Regions from separate parts of the Pan troglodytes genome. Here region 1 is linked to region 2. A link is a contact called in public HiChIP or PLAC-seq data. All regions are on one chromosome and are shown on one strand. Each heading gives the region's core, a stretch centred on a gene start, on an enhancer-like site or on the middle of the called end of the contact. The rest is flanking DNA. Distances are from core to core; before and after follow the strand shown.

What was found. HiChIP or PLAC-seq counts read pairs in DNA pulled down with a chosen protein or histone mark.
Region 1: a contact with region 2 is called in an H3K4me3 HiChIP or PLAC-seq map of stem cell-derived excitatory neurons, with 6 times the contacts expected there. The contact joins the promoter of EGLN1 here to the promoter of TSNAX in region 2. A contact is called at or near these places in 1 of 7 Hi-C or Micro-C datasets (stem cell-derived neural progenitor cells) and 1 of 1 datasets of contacts at active chromatin or transcription factors (stem cell-derived excitatory neurons).

What each region holds. Positions count from the first base shown.
Region 1 is chr1:17,762,371-17,765,252 of NHGRI_mPanTro3-v2.0_pri, reverse strand. EGLN1 (egl-9 family hypoxia inducible factor 1) reads right to left here and starts at 1,291. Exons shown (of 5, transcript XM_009441657.5): 1 at 1-1,291. The coding sequence starts at 854.
Region 2 is chr1:17,653,591-17,656,550 of NHGRI_mPanTro3-v2.0_pri, reverse strand. It overlaps TSNAX (translin associated factor X), which reads left to right and starts at 1,656. Exons shown (of 6, transcript XM_514271.9): 1 at 1,656-1,821; 2 at 2,254-2,358. The coding sequence starts at 1,806. LOC107970636 (a long non-coding RNA gene) reads right to left here and starts at 1,724. Exons shown (of 3, transcript XR_010149796.1): 1 at 1,415-1,724; 2 at 324-401.

The DNA of each region.
Region 1 (2,882 bases), core at 42-2,541, 110 kb before region 2:
CCGTTACAGTGGCGTATCAGGTCGTCCATGCTGCTCATGAGCAGCCCAATGGTTTCGCAGCCGGGCTCCTTGCCCTCGATCCAGGTGATCTTATCGCCTCGGATGTCCTTGGACGAGTCACTCTTCTGGCTGACCAGCTGCCCGTCCGTGAACTTCCCGGTGTCGTGCAGGGCGCGCACCTCGTCGCCGATCTGCTGTCCGGTCTCCTTGCCGAGGAAGTCGTCCACCACACAGATGCCGTGCTTGTTCATGCACGGCACGATGTACTCGAGCGCCAGCTTCAGCGCCGGCAGGGGCTTCGTCTGCCCGTTGGGCCGCAGGCCGCCGCTGGGGCTCAGCGCATCCCCGGGCGTGTTGCTTGGGGGGTACAGGTTCGCCTTCTCCTGGAACAGCGATGAGCGGGCCGGCGGCTCCTCCTTCCCGGGCTCGGCTTCGGCAGCCACCGCCGAGCCCTGGCCGCCGGTGGCCGCACGAGACGGCGACGCGGCCGCCGCTGGGTCGGCCGGGGGCTTGGCCTTTACTTTTCCCTTGGCCGCTTCCCCGGAGGCGTTGTCCCGGCGCGCCGCTGCCTTCCTGGGCTCCCGGGCCCCGGCCCTGGGCGGCGGCACTGCAGCCGGCGGCGCGGGGCCGGAATGCTGGTGTGGGCCCACTCCGTGGCCGAGGGCGCCCTCGCTGCCCTGGCACACGAGCTTGTGCTTCTTCCAGTCCTGACGCTGGTGCTCCTTGCAGCAGTAGAAGGAGCTGCGGCAGCGGCTGCAGCGCAGCAGGTTCTCCATCTTCCCGCACAGCTCGCAGTACTGCCGGTCTCGCTCGCTCGGGCTCGGCCCGCCGGGCCCGCCGCTGTCATTGGCCATGGCGGCGGCGGCGGCGGCGGCGGCGACTGCGGCGGCCGAGCAGGAGGGGTGGCGGCCGGACGGCCTCGCCCGAGGCTGGGGAGCGGGGAGAGAGATAGGGGCCGTTACTGCGCCATGCACCCGCTACCCTCGCCTCAGGGAGGCCGGCACCCCACGCCCTCGGCCCGGCCGCTTCCGAGTCCTAAGCTCCGGCGCAGCGCCGGCAGCCGCCTCAGCGCCTCATCGCCGCCGAGGGCTGAGAGAACGCGGCCTGTGCGGCGAATGGCAACCTGGGCTCAGACGCGCGGGCCTGGGGAGCGCAAGACCGGCCGCCGCCGCCGCCTCAGCGTCCCGGGCGGCCCGGCCCAGGCTGTGGAGGAGCGCAGGGCATGCGGGCGCCACTCGCTCTGCGCGCTCTGCACGTACACCACGGCCCCGCGGCGACCCGGGCGGGCGGCGCGCGAGGGCGGAGGGGGCGGAGGGAGGACCGGGAGGACCGGGGGGAGGGCCGAGGGGCGGGGGCTGCCTGCGCTCCTCCGCACTCGGCGGGGCCGGGCCTCGGCTTCTGCCTCGGAGGTGGGTCGCCCGCCTTCCCTCCGCCCGGGACGGGACTGGGACGCCGAGAGGCCGGTGCGCTACCTCAGCCCGCAGCGGCCTCCTCGGGGACGCCGAGGCGCAGGCCCGCGAGCGGCGGAAAGGCGTGGGGCAGCGCGGCAGCGCCTACACCTGCTGGAGGAGGGCGCCAGCCGCAAGCGGGTAGCGGAGCGAAGGCGGCGTAATCATGGCTGCTCTTCCTCCAGGCCGGCGCGGGGTGTGCGAGGCTTGCTCCAGTCAAGGTTGCAAGGTGGCTATTGCGATCCTCATTTTGCAGAGAAGGAAACGGAAATTCAGAGAAGTAAAGTAACTTGCCCAAGGTCACGCAAAACTGGGACTGAATCCAGGAATCAGGCTCCCAGATTCCAAGGCTGTTTTTTCCATTACACCATACAGCCTCTATTTCAAGAAGCCCTGAAATGGTTAAGAACAAAATAAGTATTACTATGGTGTTAATCCAGTCTCTTGCGCCCCGTTTCGACCTAATTTAAAGGTAATGAAATTTGAGGGTTTAAAAAAAAATCAAAAACTCATTTTTAAAACCTTTGAAATCCCGCCGAGTTCAAAACCCCATAAAGAAATTTTGGGCTACCAAGTTAAATGTAATCAATGCTCATTCCAATATCCAATTTAAACTGATGGGATTATTCCTGAAAAGTGAATTTTGATGGTAAATGAGCACTACTACATTAACGACTCTCACATTTATTTTTAATAGAATCTGTGCTGCGCGGATGAATACAATTCTTTGTTTTACAGAGCATAAAAACCTTACCAGAAATAAGCCAAAGATGTTTCTTTCTGCTGCTATTTGTCTTAAGAATTAAAAGGCCTGTGATTTCGAGTTTAACAATCTTTATCGAACACTCTATGTGGAAAGTGCGGTGCTAGGCTTGTGTATCACTTGAGTATACTGTAACTTCAGTCCTTGAAATATAGCCTTCCAAACTTAAAAAGCTGCAATATGTATTTCAAAAGCAGGATATAAGAAATTATTGTAAACCATATTGTAGAAGTTTAAAAAGAGGCTTGAATCCAAAAATATAAAACCTCTTCATCAAATATACAGAATTTAAAACTGTTATAAAATCCTGCTGCATGCATAAATGGCATTCTGGGGATCCAATCAAGTGAAAGAGGATGATAATTCCAATTAGCTTGTCCTTTGGGAAACTGAGATAAATAATACTCACATCTTCAAATTTCAAACCGAACTAAAAATCCAAGTTTCTGTAAAGAATTTAGACCTGGACCTGTCTTATGTGTATTCTACTTTCCCAGAGCTTTATTAAATACAGTAAAATGTCATTGTTGCAGACATTACTAATTAGGCTGTTCAACAAATGTATTGAGAGTCCTTGACAAACAAATGAATTAGTCATACTACACTCAGAGACACATAGTCCAATGCAGGAGGCAGGCATGTAAACAAGGACAATCCAGAGTTCAGAGTTT
Region 2 (2,960 bases), core at 407-2,906:
CTATGGTACAGTACAGTAAGTATTGACTCTGAAAATGTTCGTAAGTACTGGCTTCCTTGGATCTAGAGGGAGTCACATTAAAATGGCTACATTTGTATCAGAGCTGTCTTTTATTCTTTTTGGCATGGTCAAGTCATTTCTAATCAGAGTAGGGGGAATACTGGTAGATCAGACGTCACTCAAACTAATGAGAATTATCTGTTTAACATCCACAAAGCAAGTAGCCCAACAAGCAAGGTCCCCAGGAGCCTACTTTATCCTCAAGGAATCTGCTTAGTCAATTGACGTATTCACAGGGCTGCAGAGGTATGAGTGGTGGTTACCTTCGTGCCAGAGCAGAACATGCCTTGTAGTTACTGCCATATTCTAGCCAAGTTACTCCATTTACTGTTCCTTTGTTCCTAAATTAACAAGGAGAAAAGACTGTGTGTTCAACACATGACTACAATATAGAGGTTATTTAGAGAAAGCTTAAAATGTACTTGTGTTTTCTGTACTAGGCCTAGGGCACCCCAGTTACCAAGCCTTGGCCTGAGTTTCTCTCTAGACGGTGCTGAATTGCCATCTAGTTACCCATCCTGACGCCAGGAACATGATTCTTCAACAAACATTGACGGAAGCTTACATGGGGCCGGATCACAGCGCTGAGAAGCACTGGGGCTAAGGGGCGGCACAGTCTAGATATGGCAGCACCTGCTCATAATGAAAGGCCCACAGTTTAGTGGAACACACCTGCTATTACTCACCTTTCTATCATTTTGTTTGGGAGAGCCCTGGTGGGAGAGGAGTATGGTATTTAATATTTAATTGAGCAGTTATATGTGAAAGAGCGTCTTCACGAGACTTAACTCCTTTCATCCTCAAATAACCCTACAAGGTGGGTACTATTCTATCCCTATGTTACAGATAAGGAAACTGAGGCAGAGAAGTTGCGTGGTTCATCAAGGTCACACAACCACTCCGTGGAAGCAAATTGAACACAGACTGTCCGGCTCCTGAGAGCCAGTGGAGAGGAGGGAGACGGTGGGAGACGGGCAGGGGGAAAAGGTGGAAGTAGACCCGAAGGACAGGCTTGATCTTCATAAGAGAAAACAGTACTAACACCATCCACTGATTGACTCGCATATTTCCATCACTTAAAGCTCCTGGCGTCACTGCCAGGAATGGAAAGTTAAAAAACTCCCAGCTCTGTAGGGTTCTGCCTGGATCCTGAAAAAAACCTTCCCACAGGCCCCGAGGAACTCGAGGGCTCCCTTCTTTCTCACATCCCTGGCCCGGGGCACCGGAGGTCCCGCTCCGGCGGAGGAACTACAACCCCCACGATGCATCGCGCGCGAAGCTGGCCCCCCACCCCCCCGCCCCCCGAGGGAAGGGTAAGGTGTCCCGAAGGTGCCTTCAGAAAAAAATTACGTACGTTTTTCGTCGCTTTCCCACGATCACACAGATCTCAGCTCCAGGAGGACGCATCGTCTTTTTAGTAACAGTGCATGCTGTGAGGCTTGTAGAGTCGCTTCTGTCTTCAGGCACAGCAGAGGGCGGCCGCAATAGTACGCTCGCGCGGCGGTGGGGGGTGGTGGTCCTTGGACCACGCGGTGGGCGGAGCCAGCGGCGACGGTCTCCCATCCCCTCCGGACGCAGGCCGGAAGTACGTGAGAGGAGACTTCCGGCCACTGCGTTGTAGTCGGCCCGGCTGCAAAGCGTTTTTCTGCAGGCTGTTTTCCCAGGTTCCCTCGGCCTGTACCTCGCGCACTCCTCTTGCTCCAGGTCCTTCAGTCTCCGCTCGTCTCACCGTAGGCTGTGACGACATGAGCAACAAAGAAGGTGGCGTCCTTAACAACACGGGGCGTTATTTATCCGGAGGGGGAGGTTCTCCAGTCTTTCTATGCAGTTTTCCCCTTTTCACCCTTGAAGGATGCCTTCGTCCCTTGCAGACTCGGGGGCGGCAGCTCTGTTTCTCTCCCCGGCCAGATCGGCCCTGTTTACACTTCCTTTTTTCTTAAATCTTTGAGGTGTGATTTTATCCTAGTTCAGTAATTGCTGTAATGCCAGATCATAGCACCAGTTAGTGGAAACTTGGATGATTTGCTTGGAAAGGCGTGGGCAGCGTCTCTGTCAGTCTGCGGAGAAAGCCTCTAAGGCGAGGGCCCTGTGGGTATCTGGTTTTAAAGCAAGGAGGAGGTTTGTCTATGTTGTGTTTTGCAAACTCTTGGTGATGGAAGATCCCTCTCTAACTTTTTTTCTTCTCTATATAAGGATCAGGAGGGTTCAGGAAAAGGAAGCATGACAATTTCCCACATAACCAAAGAAGAGAAGGGAAGGATGTTAATTCATCTTCACCCGTGATGTTGGCCTTTAAATGTAAGTTCTCTGCAATGTAAGTTGAAGAAGGGGAGAGAACAAAATTATTTAGCCATGGTTATGCGCAAGAAAACGGTCCCTAAGAATTTAGATGTGAAACTTTAGCTGGAGGTTTTGTGATAGCGCTAGATGTACCCTAAAAGTCTGGATTACAAAGGCCTTCACTTTTATGTCCCATTAAGAGAAATGTTAGTAATCAGGTAAACATGACTTAAACACAAGAAACAGTAAACATTAATATTAGACATGTCACATACTCAAGAATTGTGTACCTGATAATATTTACTCATCTGTTATATGCTAAAATATATTTTCATTTAGTGTGTATTTGTTTCCTCTACTAGACTTGAAGACAGGGACGGTATCTTTGTTTTAACTGTAACACTTAGCACAGAGTGGGAGCTTGTATCTATTAGTGAATCTCGTATATCCATATACACATATTTTCACAGTCCCCTTTTCTCAGCATATTAACTTGGACAAGTTATTCCTCAATTCAAAACAAACACAAAACAAAATCCTCTTCCTTTTGTCCCTGTCTATCCACTATCCTGTACCTTACATTTCTGTGATTAAGGAATCTGGGAAGGGCTTAGCTGGTT